Regions from separate parts of the Zea mays genome. Here all the other regions are linked to region 2. Evidence: chromatin contacts called from public Hi-C data. All regions are on one chromosome and are shown on one strand. The core of a region is the stretch at or near the end of the contact, and the rest is flanking DNA. Distances in the headings are between cores, read along the strand shown.

Region 1 (4,124 bases), core at 556-3,055, 210 kb after region 2:
CATGGGCACAGACCTAGTATATATATATATATATAAATTGTAGTAATACACGGACATATGACTAATATATTTTTAACATACCAATGTATAAAGCATCACTTAGTTGAAAACTGTCCACAAATTTTGAAGTTTGAATCACCGTTGCAAAATTGACGCTAGGAAAAAAAAATAAAACTACTACTAGAACTGTAGTCCAACTGAAACCCTTGTAAGGTCTAGTTTGAAAACTTTATTTTTCTAATGGGTTTTCATTTTTCCAGAAAAAAATAGTTTATTTTCTTTGGAAAATTAAAATACTTTTAGAAAATGAGGTTTCTAAACTAGCTTAAAAAAATCCAGTGGTGATTCCGGCAAATGCTACTAACCTAGATTGGTACTCGTTTTGAAACAATGTTGTTATAACGTATATTCCTTCTTATGTACCATCGTGTTTCTTTATACAAAACTTCAGTTGAGATGACACCTTATAGACAACAATTTTTTTCAAATAACTTACGTTTATGAAATACGGTGCTGAGATCAATTAGCTTGAGGTGACAAATCTGCATCGGTAAACAGTAAGTCACCCTGGTTAGTTGTAGAGCTTGATGTTTTAAAGACATTTTTTTTACCAAATGGAGCATTTGACACCGATAAGCTTGAGGTGACAAACATGCATCAATAAAAACACACGATGGCTCGGGGCTTGAACGTTTATCCAACTTGAATTTCTACTAACTATGAGTAATAAAGGTTTGGTTAGATCGTTTGGACTAATAATGATTAATACTAGGGGAGTCAAATGAGTTCTAGAAATTTGAATCCTAACCGGGTAGGTCTAGAACCCTTAGGGCTGGTTTAGTCTAGAAGTCAACGATCCCCCAATTTTTTGTCATTAAATCAGTCCTCAATGATTTAAACATTAACTCTATTAAAAAAATTTAGATCTAAAGTTGTTCTAAAGTGGCTCTGTTTGGAATCACTAGAGCTAATAGAATATATTTGGTTTCGCTTTTGGCTTTGACTTTTGTCCCTTAAAAGCTAAAAGTAAAACTGAAGTCCTGGATTCAAGAAGCAATTTTTTTAATTCTAAAAGTCGACTTTTCTCACGGTGCAAAAAAACACATCTAGACATACCTTTACTAGTTTTTAGATGGAATGTGGAAATATATACGGAAGAACTTTTAATGGTTTCCACCAATTAGTTTTAGCATTTTAACAGCTTACAGCTTATAACAGCTTTTTCCACATCTCACAATCACAATAGTTTTTTTTTCACCGCCACAGTCTCCTAAACAGACCTAATTATTAGTTTTATAGCTAATGAACTAAATGTTAGTTGTGAGGTAGCTAGCAATTAGACGTGGTATTAGCTGATGGTGTTTGGTACCTAACAACTAATTTTTGTAGCTTACCATTAGTTTTATAGCTTACTGTATTCGTTTGACTTTAATCCGTACCGGCTTTTATTGCTTTTACAATATTTTGCATTTATAGATTGTATCTGTAGCAGTCTAAATAACCGTCTTTTAGATGTTCCAAACAGGTTCTAAATAGAGCTACAATACTAACGAGTCAAATAGGTTCTAGGAATTTGGATCCTAATCCAGTAGTACTACAAACTACTCACCCTAAGAGACGGCGTATTTTTATAATTCTTTCACAGTCCAGTGTCCTCTGTCGACACGCTGGAGGGCACCTTCCGTGATGCGTTAGCACAGGGGCAGAAACGTCTTTCTCCTGAGCCAGAAATGCTGGAGCACTGCCCCCCAATGGTGAGCTGCCAGAGACCGTTATTTTCTCGGCCTGCCGGCGCGGCGGCCTCACCTCCACCCGCCCCGTCCCGTTTTGACGGCCCTTTCTCCCCTCTCCTCCGCGAGCGCCGCCGCAGTAGAACCCGGTGGTAACCCACTGCCGCAAGCATCCCACCGCGCCGAGCTACGCGACGGACGCGGCGCGCGGCCCACAACCCAACCGCAGCGGCAACAACCGCTCTATAAAGCAATCCCCCCACCTACCGGCTCCGCGGCCTCGTTCGCTTCGCTTTCCCCCAAATCCACCGCGGGCTCGAGCTCGGAGGAGAGGAGACGAGACGACCCAAGACTTTCTCACCCCCCTTTGCTTCCTGCGCAATTCCTGCGGCAGCGCCTTTCTCTCTTTCAATGGACAGCGACTACGTTGCCAGCCTGCTCATGGGCATGGGCTCATCCGCCCCTGCGCTCGACTTCGCCGCGCTGGACGCCGGGTTCCTCGAAACGCTCTGCGGCGGCGGCGGCGGCCTCTTCGGGGTGTCCGGGGTCGCCGCGGGGGCCGGGTGTGGCGGCGTGTCCCCGGAGGGGTCGTCGGTGTCCGACCCGGCGTGGGCGCGCGCCAGGGGCGATGACAATGTCAGGAAGCGCAAGGCGCCGCCCACGGGGTCCGCCGGCGGCAAGGAAGCCTGCCCGGGCAAGGTGCGGAAACGACCAGCGCAGACTGGATTCTTCAGATACCGAGCGCTTCGAATTTAGCTTGCTGGTTCTTGATGCGCTGGTGCCGTTCTGAATATTGGTTTGCAGGCTGCGGAGGCCAAGGGTCCGGACGGGAAGAGGTGCAGAGTGGGCGGCAGCGACAGCCCGGTGAAGCCGAAGGTAGAGGAGGTGGCGGCGAGCGACGCCTCGGTTGAACTCAAAGCGCAGAAGAAGGGCAAGGGGAAGACCGCCAAGCCGGCAGTCGAACCGCCCAAGGACTACGTCCATGTCCGGGCGCGGCGAGGGCAGGCGACTGACAGCCACAGCCTCGCAGAGAGGGTAAGACACTGCGATTCCACTTGTTTCCTACCGTTTGAGCTGATTTGCAAGATGGAATTCTGCGCTCTGGGTTTGAGTTCACAATCGCGCTTCGTTATTGGTGTCTTGATAGGTTAGAAGAGAGAAGATCAGCCAGAGGATGAAGTTTCTGCAGGACCTAGTGCCAGGATGCAACAAGGTATGGTGATACAGTTCTTGGACAGTGAATTGTTGTGTCTAAGTGTCAGTTGTTGCCTGTAATTGGGCTAATTTGAGGGTGTTTTTCCTATTGTAGGTAGTTGGCAAGGCACTCATGCTCGATGAGATCATAAACTACGTCCAGTCTCTGCAGCAGCAAGTCGAGGTGAGGATTCCACTTCCATTCGCTTACATAACACAAGTCATAGCTCGAGATTCTAACCAATTTTCCTGTTTATTACACTTTTATTAGTTCCTGTCCATGAAGCTCGCCACTGTGAACCCACAGCTTGACTTCAGCAACCTGTCGACACTCCTACACAAAGACGTGAGCCTGAACCATCATTTCTGACGCTCTGTAACCATAGAACAATCCGGCCTTGACACGCCGCAATTCTTTTTTTTTTCCTGGTTACAATTCAGATGTACCAACCATGTGGCCCTTCGGCAAATTCGGTCTTTCCACTGGAAAGTGACGGTGCAGCTTTCCCATTCTGTGACCAAGCGGATCTTTTCCACAGCTTTGGTTCGGGTTCGGCTGCTATGGAGGATCAGTGCTCTCTAAGCCTGCTAGACACGGCTCTGCCCCACGCGGCCAACCCACAGTTCGCTTTTCAAAAGCAGGTGAATGCTGCACGAGGAATCAGCAACCTGTATAGTTAACGGCAGTTAACAAGAATCTTATAATACTAATACTGTTGCCCATGGTTTTATCTCTCAGCAGAGGGACTTCTGGGAGGATGGCCTACAGAACGCCTTGCCTACCGGTAGTGAGCAAAGACAGGAGGAGGATGGGCTTTTAGTACCCAACTTTGATGGTACGTAACCTGTGCCTAAATGATGGGCGATCGATTGAAGGGCACGCACGCTTTGGAGATTAACCATTTGGCTGATACCCCATCATACGTTGTGTCTGATGCAGGCCAGTTACATGCTGACCAGACAAAGGTTGAGTTCTAGTCCCTGGTGATCCTCCCAAGGTTGATATTTTTGTATATAGGTGGGTACCAAGACCTGTGGCAAGCAAAGCGCTCTCTCTCTCTGTGTGTCCGAAGCTGACCATCATTAGAGTCTAGGCCTGCGAACTGATTTCGTTCCGTGATAATGCTGCATGTATGGCATCTCGGTTCTTCCCACAGAGATCATGTGATGTGATCGACCTCGAGAAATTAAAAGTAGATT
Region 2 (4,335 bases), core at 522-3,021:
GGTTATTGGTGTTGTCAGAAGAAGAATTCTTCCTCGAAATGGCTTGTTTAAGAAGTGTTGTAGTGTTTTTTTGGACCATTGCATGTTATCGTTGAATTGTGAACTTACTATTTTGTCGCGGAGATGTTTTGTTACTATGTATAAAATGTTTAACTTAGATACATTTGAAATATTGAAATGTTATGTTGATCAGATTTATATGTTGGAATTTCGTGAATTATAATTGTTATTGTGCATTTTATTATGTTTTAATATTTATTTTTATCTAATTATATTATATTATTTTCATAGGATGTCTAAGTCGTGTTTTTCCTGTGTTCCTTTATACGGGCACACGACTGAGTTTGTATAGTGAGAGGCAATCGGTTAAAGCATATGAAATTTAGTGTTAAAAGTTGATTAGAATGGAGAACGAGAGGGATTAACGGCTATTATAGTATTTTTTTAAGAGATGGTGTTTTAGAAGTGGTGTATCTTGGACCCTATTCTTTAGTATTGATGTTTATTAGATCCGCCTAAGAGTGGTATATATTGAATTCTCACAGGTAATATAGATTGGACCCCTATTCTTTAGTAGTGACAGTTATTAAATGGTACTCAGTGGATACTAGTTAGATTAGCTCGATCTATTTGTCGTCCGCTAGTTCATTTTTGAACTAAACCACGACAAATAAAAAAGAATGAAGAAAGTACTTAGCAAGATAATTACAAACTTTGCAAAATCATCACGAAAGATTTGCTATTTTGCACTGGCTTTGGATGTACTCCTTCCATAAAAACGATGTAATTATATGATTTGTGCAAGTCAAAATAGCCTAGTTCTAACGAAGTTTTATAGTGAACAATATTAAGGCCATGTTTGGTTTCTTTAGTCTAGGGACTAAAGTTTAGTCACTGACATGTTTGGTTCTATGGGCTAAAAATAGTAAGAATATACTAAATGACTCATAAGAAGACTAAAATAGTCTTTAACATTCTCCTACTTTTAGTACAATTGAATTAAATGAGGGATAAATGTGGAATTAATATGGTTTAGTCTCTTTTAGCACATATGTGAAAGATTAAAGACAATCATTTTAGTCTATATTTTAATCCTAGTGTTTGGCAAAAAAGAGACTAAATGGGACTAAAAACTAGAGACTAATCTTTAGTCCCTCTAACCAAACACCCCCTAACATTTGTGTCTCCAAAGATAATTAATTTAATTATATTTCTTTTATGTCATAAATGTTAGTGTTTTATATAATTCTGATCAAATTTTAAATCCTTTGAATCATAAAAAACGAACATTGCTTCCTTTTATGAACCGAATAGCAATGCAGGTTCCCAGGCAATTTCCCTGGTTGCATTTACCGTGCAGCTTTTGACCTCGCAAGTCACAATTGACAAACCTCCAAAACCTGAAAGAACTGAAAGAGAAACAGACTTGGAAAGCCAGCTCCCCAAAGCTCCCTCCCCAAGCAGTCAAGCAGAGGATCCAATGCGCAAGACGAGCAACAAGGTAGTGTGATGGGCACTGTTTACAGCCGAACGCTACAATGCACACTTGCACAGCACCTCCTCTCTTTTCTTGTGATTTTCATCTTGCTTTCTCCAAAGCATCATTTTTTTCACCACAGCTTTACCTCATTATTTTTTTGTTTTTTTTCTTTATTGAACCTTCTCAAAGACTCAAAAAGCAAAGGTGTGCCCTAGCCAATGGCTAGTGAAAAGTACTATACCGTTGGCAAACTTTAATTTTAAAAAATAAAGAAGCCCCTAGTTTAACACAATCCGCTCTCCTACAAGAAGACGGCAAGTCGGCAACCCCGAGGTCTCAGAACGCCCAGGCAAACGCCAACATAGCAGAGAAGCCATGGCCGGTCCGCCGCTCTTGAGCTTCCCCTTCTTCTTCCTTCTCTGCGTCGCCGTCGCCTGGAGCGGTAAGCTTGCGCAAGCCTACTCCTATGCCGTCCACCACGCCGTCTCGCACGCCGGCTGAAGGCTGGAGCTATTGTGAACCAAGCTGTGCTGAGGCCTGAGCTGAAAGGCGGTGTCTTTCTTGGTATTACCTTTGCAGAGGCGTATGGGGCAAGCGGTGGCTACGGGCTCGGCGTCAACTACGGCCGGGTGGCGGACGACATCCCTTCGCCGTGGCGCTCCGTGGAGCTGCTCCGCGCGGCGGGGGCCGGGTCGGTCAAGATCTACGACGCCAACCCGGGCGTGCTCCGCGCGCTGGCTGGGACGCGCTGGCCCGTCTCCATCATGGTGCCAAACCAGATCATACCGGACCTCGCCGCCTCTGCGGCCGCGGCGGACCGGTGGGTCGCCGAGAACCTGGTCCCCTACTACCCGGCGACACGGGTCAAGTTCCTTCTCGTGGGGAACGAGATCCTCTCCGACTTGTCCATCGCGAACTCCACCTGGCCACACCTTGTCCCGGCGATGGAGAACATCCACCGGAGCCTCCGAAAGAGGAGCATCAGCAGCGTCAAGATCGGCACCACGCTCGCCATGGACGCGCTCGCCGACGGCGCCTTCCCGCGCCCACCGTCGGCCGCCGCGTTCCGCGCCGACATCGCCGAGGCAGTCGTGCGCCCGCTGCTGCACTTCTTGAACGGGACCAACTCGTACTACTTCGTCGACGCGTACCCCTACTTCGTCTGGGCCGACAACAACCTCACCGTCTCGCTCGACTACGCGCTCTTCCAGGGCGGACGCACACGCTACGTCGACCCGGGCACCGGGCTCACGTACACCAACCTGCTCGACGAAATGCTCGACGCGGTGGTCATCGCGATGGCGAAGCTTGGGTACGGGCACGTGAAGCTGGCCATCGCGGAGACCGGGTGGCCCAACGGCTGCGACTACAACCAGATTGGCGGCAACGTCCACAACGCCGCCATCTACAACAGGAACCTCGCGGCGCGGATGGCTAAGAACCCGGGCACGCCGGTGAGGCCGGGCGCGAAGATGCCGGTGTTCGTGTTCTCGCTCTACAACGAGGACCTCAAGCCAGGGCCGGGCACCGAGCGACACTGGGGACTGTACTACGCCAACGGCACGGCAGTCTACGAGATCGACCTCACCGGACGGCGGCCACTGGGGTCGTACCCGCCCCTGCCGGCGCCGGAGAACAACACACCGTACAAAGGACCGATATGGTGCGTGCTCTCGGCCGCCGCCAGCAACAAGCTGAACGAGACGGCGGTGGGGAACGCGCTGTCGTACGCGTGCGGGCAGGGAAACGGGACCTGCGACGCCATTCAGCCCGGGAAAACGTGCTACACGCCCAACACAACGGCGGCGCACGCCAGCTATGCTTTCAATTCGTACTGGCAGCAGTTCGAGAAGACTGGAGCGACGTGCTACTTCAACAACCTCGCAGAGCAGACTATCAAAGACCCAAGTAAGTGTTTACACACACACACACCCTACATTCTGAAATTACTGCCCGTTTAGTACTCATTTTGAACGACTAGTTTGTTGATTGATTGGCAATGCAGTTACAATCTGTAATTCAATTGACTAAGGCTGGCCTAAAATATAAAAAAAGACGGTAGCATTTCACCAGGTGTGAGAAGATGAGTGATAAATAGGAATTGATCATTGTGAAATGTGAAGGCATCTTGCAGTTTTAGAAACAGACAAACAGTATCAGATAGTCTTTCCTCTTGCGTGTCCCTGGGATTAATACGGAACAATATTCAAATGACCGAGTCTAGGGTCATTGCCATCTGTCGACTAGGATATGTGAAAAATATTAAACAACTGCTATGTTTTTGTGAGCTGGGGTCCATTCAGTGAAGTACTAAAAATAGTTCCCGCGACTTTCACGAGGTTAGCAGCCGGGAAGGTTCCAATTTGGCCTTTATCATGTAGATGATTAAGTATAGTAGGATTATAATTGGAAACCTACTGTCATTAAGATGCTCTTTCCATCTGTCAAGTGAGTTGACTCCCACCACTGGGATTTGGGATTTTGGGGGACCATGAACCATAAAACAGATATTAATCCTCAAGACATGCCGATGACGTTTATTCTTCAAATACTCCAGTAGCTATGTGGTTGGCGTTGACCAGATACATAAGGACTTTGAATATTGTTTAAACATGTGCTGAAACAGTTATTGTTTTGTGAGAAGTTTTCGTATTTGAAACAGGATGAAAAGCACGTCAAAATAGTGTTCACTATAGGATTTCAAACATGAGGTTCCTGATGCTAGTACTCGTGTGCCTGTGTGGCACCTAAATTTCATTCAACATACTAGGAAGGCTGCTACAGTGGGCCAAATTAGACGGTCTTAAACCATGCTGGTTGTTAAGTCAATATTGCAGAGATGTTCATGTCCTAGA
Region 3 (4,571 bases), core at 199-2,698, 190 kb after region 2:
TCATTCAGTTCTGGTCTGTATCTGTATGCCATAGGCTTTGTCACCGCCGCCACTAGATTTATTGCCAATTCCAGTTAACAATAAAACATTGTAACTTTTGTTGGATTCTGGAAAGTGGGGCATTTACAATAGTGCATTGTAATATTTTGAAAAATGGTATTATTATCGGTTTTAAAACTTTGAGCAGAACTGTTAATTCAACCACCCTACATTGGTTCAAGAAATTGTGATACTAGACAATACTTGGTGATCACAATAACTATCTTCTGAGTTATGTTCACTTGCTGTGATTTTTTTACAGGGAAAACTTACTGATGGAACGGTTTTTGATTCAAGCTATGAAAGAGGTGACCCGATTGAATTTGAATTGGGCACTGGACAAGTGATCAAAGGTGATTAATTGGCATGTCTACTCTTTGTGTTGGTTGTGTTATGTTTCTCTGTCTGAATTCCTTTATCTACTCTATAGGATGGGATCAGGGTCTCCTGGGAATGTGCGTTGGTGAAAAGCGGAAGTTGAAGATCCCATCAAAGCTTGGCTATGGGCCTCAAGGCTCGCCACCTACTATTCCTGGTATGTTTTTTATATATATTTTCTGCTCTTTGTCTTTTGAGCATACAGTTGCGATAGTCACATTTGGATTATTCAAAACACTCTGTGAGGGTAATCATCACATCGTTTGTGCACGGCAAGAGCACGTAGTGGTTTATCTCCATTATCCTGCTAGCACTGCCACCTGAATGGATTCCTGCAATGCCTAGCACTGCCACCTGAATGGATTCCTGCCTAGGTGAACTTCTGCAGGTCATTGATGTGAGCCATTTTATCTTTCTTCTTGCAGGTGGAGCAACCCTCATATTTGACACGGAGCTTGTCGCTGTCAATGGAGAACCAACCAACCAATCTGACGAGCTTTAGATTCATCAAACAAATGAATCCATTCACCTTTTTACTCGGAACTCAGCAGATGTAATACTTTCCAAGAAATGAGCCTTCATTCCCTGCCACTTTCATAGTTTCTTTCGCTGTTCCACACTGACATCTATGATTTTTGGAGCAAACTCTGATCTGTTTTGACTAGTTTACACGTTTGTGTGTGGAATCTGAAGAGCTGTTCTGAAATGTTACTTTCCTTTTTTAACCATTAGGGCCTTGGTTCAGGCTTCATTTGCATAAATGGGATCCATAAATGATTCGGTTATTTTTTCACTTGATCATCCCAGTGTCGGTAAATAAAAAAGGTTCCGAAAGTTTTCTATGAAATCAGATTTCACAATCCTACACTGTTAACGAACCATCCTAAAATATAAAAATGAACCATCCTAAAATATAAAAACGAAGTTTAGCGACAAGAACTGGACTTCTGGGCTGGATTGGATTAGTAAGAGGCCTATTGGTCTATACACGCTTTGTTGTCTTTCACTGTGTTTAAGGTGGATAGAGCCCATAAACGACCACGCGCCCACGGTGAACTGCTTGTCTAGGGTTCAGGGATAAAAGACCCGCTCCTGTCCCGCAGGCAACTGAGCGCCGGCCCGCCCGCCCGCCCACCAGCCGCCGCCGCACCGCCACCGCGCGACCTCCCTTCTTCGCCGCAAACCGCTCTGGGCGCTTGAAGGTACGGCCACCTCTCACCGCACTCTCCATCCCCACCGCACTCTCCATCCCCACCGCTACCACTGTTTGGTTGGTTGGTGTGGTACACATCCAGAACTGAAATTCCCCCCTTCGCCACCACTGTGTATCCGCAGATGGCGGTGCCGCTGTTGACTCAGAAGATCGTGAAGAAGCGGGTCAAGCAGTTCAAGAGGCCCCACCTCGACCGCTACAAGTGCCTCAAGGTACCACACGATCCCTTGAAGCTCTCATTCTGCGTGCTAAAGAAACATTTGCGCTCATCGTTGGTCCATCTGCCGGCTGCTAGTTAACCTTGTTTTAGGTCCACCTGAACAACTGTCACATGTGCACCAATTTGAATAACTTGGATCCGTTTCAGTTTGGAAGATGCTAGTGACAGCTTGCTGGCTTGCGTTCGATTTAGAATCTTGCTCCAACCGCCCGAAGTGTAAGCTTAGCTTCTGAAGTGCTGGATTAGTATAAAAGCTTTCCTCATTTTAGGATGCGTCCTTTGGTTGATGCAACAGTTTGTGGCCAAGCAATTGTTAAAACTTGAAAGTGACCAAATCCCTCGTTTGTGGAAGTTGATAGTTTTCACCGCTATAATTCCACTTATTATGTAGCTGTGATAAATCAAAAACAATACTGTGCAGTGTAGCAAATGCTCATTACTTCTGACCCAGTTTGCTACTGGGTGAATCAGAAATGCGTCATGCACAATACTGTACCAGTGTAGCTAATTGCCGTTACTTCTGGTCATGTTTGTAACTGGGTGAATTTGAAATGTGTCATATCCTGCCTAAACCTGCTAGAGTTTTTTTTCTGTGGAGGGCCATGAATGAGTCTTGAATATGACTTGTAGGTCCAGCAATAAGTAGACATCCTATAAAAAGATGTGTGCAACTTTCTAATTCGTTGGGTCCCTATATTTATGTCATCTAGCATAAACATTCCTATTAATTTTAAGCTAATTTTACCAATGCTGTTTTCTGCAGCCAAGCTGGCGCAGGCCCAAGGGTATCGACTCCCGTGTCAGGCGGAAGTTCAAGGGATGCACCTTGATGCCTAACATTGGATATGGCTCTGACAAGAAGACCAGGCACTACCTCCCCAACAAGTTTAAGAAGTTTGTCGTGCACAATGTTTCTGAGCTGGAGTTGCTTATGATGCACAACAGGTATGCATTTTTTTGTGGGGGGGGGGGTGGGGGGGGGGGTGGGGGTTCTTCAGTAAACTTGCCTATTTCAGGAGCGCCCCCTTTTGTATCAAAACCATCAATTGTTTACTAATATTTGTATTCCTTCGCAACAGGACATACTGCGCTGAAATCGCACACAACGTGTCCACTAAGAAGCGCAAGGAAATCGTGGAGCGAGCTGCTCAGCTTGACATTGTGGTCACCAATAAGCTTGCCCGTCTCCGCAGCCAGGAAGATGAGTAAACTGTTTCTAGCAGTAGTTTTGGAATGGTGCGGCTTTAGAGGACTTGCTGTGTATGATGATTCAGTTATCATTTCTTTTTGCTTCATGATTCTGAGTACTGTGAACCCACTTGCTATCAGTAGCAACTTAACTGTGGCACTGTTATTATCTTTTACCATCTCAAATACAGCAGTTTTGATATAAAAAAAATGTCTGCATTGGTTAATGTTAATCTGTGTTTTTGTTGGCGCCCAGCAGCCACTGCTTGCAGTCTGTTTTGCACGTGTCAAATTCTCTTCTTGCTGCAAGTGGTGTCCACTGCCTGGGTTCTTAGGCTATCTCTAACAACTTACTCATCTCCATCTTGTTTCAAACTCTACTAGGAAAACGATATCATTTACAATACAAAACTGTGTTTGACATGGTCATATGTACGATCTGCTGTTTATAGCCATACTTCAAAACTTACGATCGTTCTAACTGCAAGTCGCTGCTGGAGACTGGTCTCACCCTGTTGTAACTGTAAGTCGTTGCTGGAGACTGGTCTCACCCTGTGCTTGGATCTGTCTCTTAGAGCATCTCCAATAATACCAATTCTAATCCTTAATTTTTGGAAAAAATGAGAAAACTCTCATCCAACGGATTCCTATCACTTCTATGAATCCTTCCGCACGCGAAAAGAACCTCCTCCGCTGAGTCTGCTCACGACACGGGGGAGTTGAGGGAGAAGCACGGCAACCTGCAGCGGTTGGCGACAATGGTGCGGATGATGCAGAGCAGGTCGGCGTTGGAGTACAATTTTTTTAGGAAATTAAAGGGGTCTGTCAGAGTATAATCTTTTTTCTTAAGGAGCAAAGATGTTTAAGGATGTTCCAATAATTGTTTGTTGGGAGATATATTTTCAGGAGCTGTTGTTGTTGGAGATGCTATTAGCATTTAGAATTTGAACCTTTGCTGCTCAGGTGAGCTAGTTTTTGCTGCTGAAATGCTGAACCGAGACCGTCAATTGTCACCTGACATATCGCTGGTGAATTCGCTGGGAGTTCGTGCAGAATTGGCGTGGTCGGATTGGGCGACCCCTGATGAGTTCAAACAAACTATTAGTATAACTATTTAAATTTAAAAGGAATGGGAGACAATTGCATTTTTTTTGGGTCCCTATATCAAACAATGGCAAAATTATATGGTGCTCAAACAAGAACGAAAAAAAAAAACAGGCATCTGAAATATAGAAGTGCTCTTAGCTTACGTGCTAGAGTAGGCCATGGCCATAGTGCGTCAGTCACCGACTCCATGCTCCTCAAGAGTCAGAGACGGCTGCGTGATTTCGGAGAGAGGGACGCGAGATGAAACTGTTCCGTTTTATATGTAGTACATAGAAACTGTTTGGAAGAGGAAATGTATATCGTGCGAGATCCATTCACCGGACCAGACCTCAGTAGTGCTGCATTAGCTCAGATCCGACAGCCACCGAACCAAAAGACGATTGCGAAGCTGAACCTGACCAGATGAACGCGGGGAAAACACGGTCT

Evidence for each region. Hi-C and Micro-C count contacts between places; a contact is called where the count stands out from the background.
Region 1: a contact with region 2 is called in a Hi-C map of tassel, with 2.0 times the contacts expected there. The contact joins the promoter of LOC100285547 here to the promoter of LOC100283442 in region 2. A contact is called at or near these places in 2 of 25 Hi-C or Micro-C datasets (endosperm and tassel).
Region 3: a Hi-C map of tassel shows a contact between it and region 2, with 2.3 times the contacts expected there. The contact joins the promoter of LOC100282508 here to the promoter of LOC100283442 in region 2. A contact is called at or near these places in 3 of 25 Hi-C or Micro-C datasets (ear, endosperm and tassel).

What each region holds. Positions count from the first base shown.
Region 1 is chr7:141,800,516-141,804,639 of Zm-B73-REFERENCE-NAM-5.0, reverse strand. It overlaps LOC100285547 (BHLH transcription factor), which reads left to right and starts at 1,805. Exons shown (of 8, transcript NM_001158438.1): 1 at 1,805-2,429; 2 at 2,535-2,765; 3 at 2,878-2,943; 4 at 3,040-3,108; 5 at 3,196-3,270; 6 at 3,366-3,566; 7 at 3,664-3,760; 8 at 3,865-4,124. The coding sequence starts at 2,142. The coding sequence ends at 3,902.
Region 2 is chr7:142,015,200-142,019,534 of Zm-B73-REFERENCE-NAM-5.0, reverse strand. LOC100283442 (glucan endo-1,3-beta-glucosidase A6) reads left to right here and starts at 1,771. Exons shown (of 3, transcript NM_001156343.2): 1 at 1,771-1,922; 2 at 2,060-3,388. The coding sequence starts at 1,856.
Region 3 is chr7:141,826,434-141,831,004 of Zm-B73-REFERENCE-NAM-5.0, reverse strand. LOC100282508 (60S ribosomal protein L32) reads left to right here and starts at 1,448. Exons shown (of 4, transcript NM_001155417.2): 1 at 1,448-1,619; 2 at 1,753-1,842; 3 at 2,614-2,795; 4 at 2,930-3,263. The coding sequence starts at 1,753. The coding sequence ends at 3,059. It overlaps LOC100282031, which reads left to right. Exons shown (of 6, transcript NM_001154944.1): 4 at 302-392; 5 at 470-574; 6 at 843-1,123. The coding sequence ends at 919. It overlaps LOC103632987 (a long non-coding RNA gene), which reads right to left. Exons shown (of 3, transcript XR_556256.3): 1 at 4,474-4,571; 2 at 4,289-4,356; 3 at 3,578-4,118.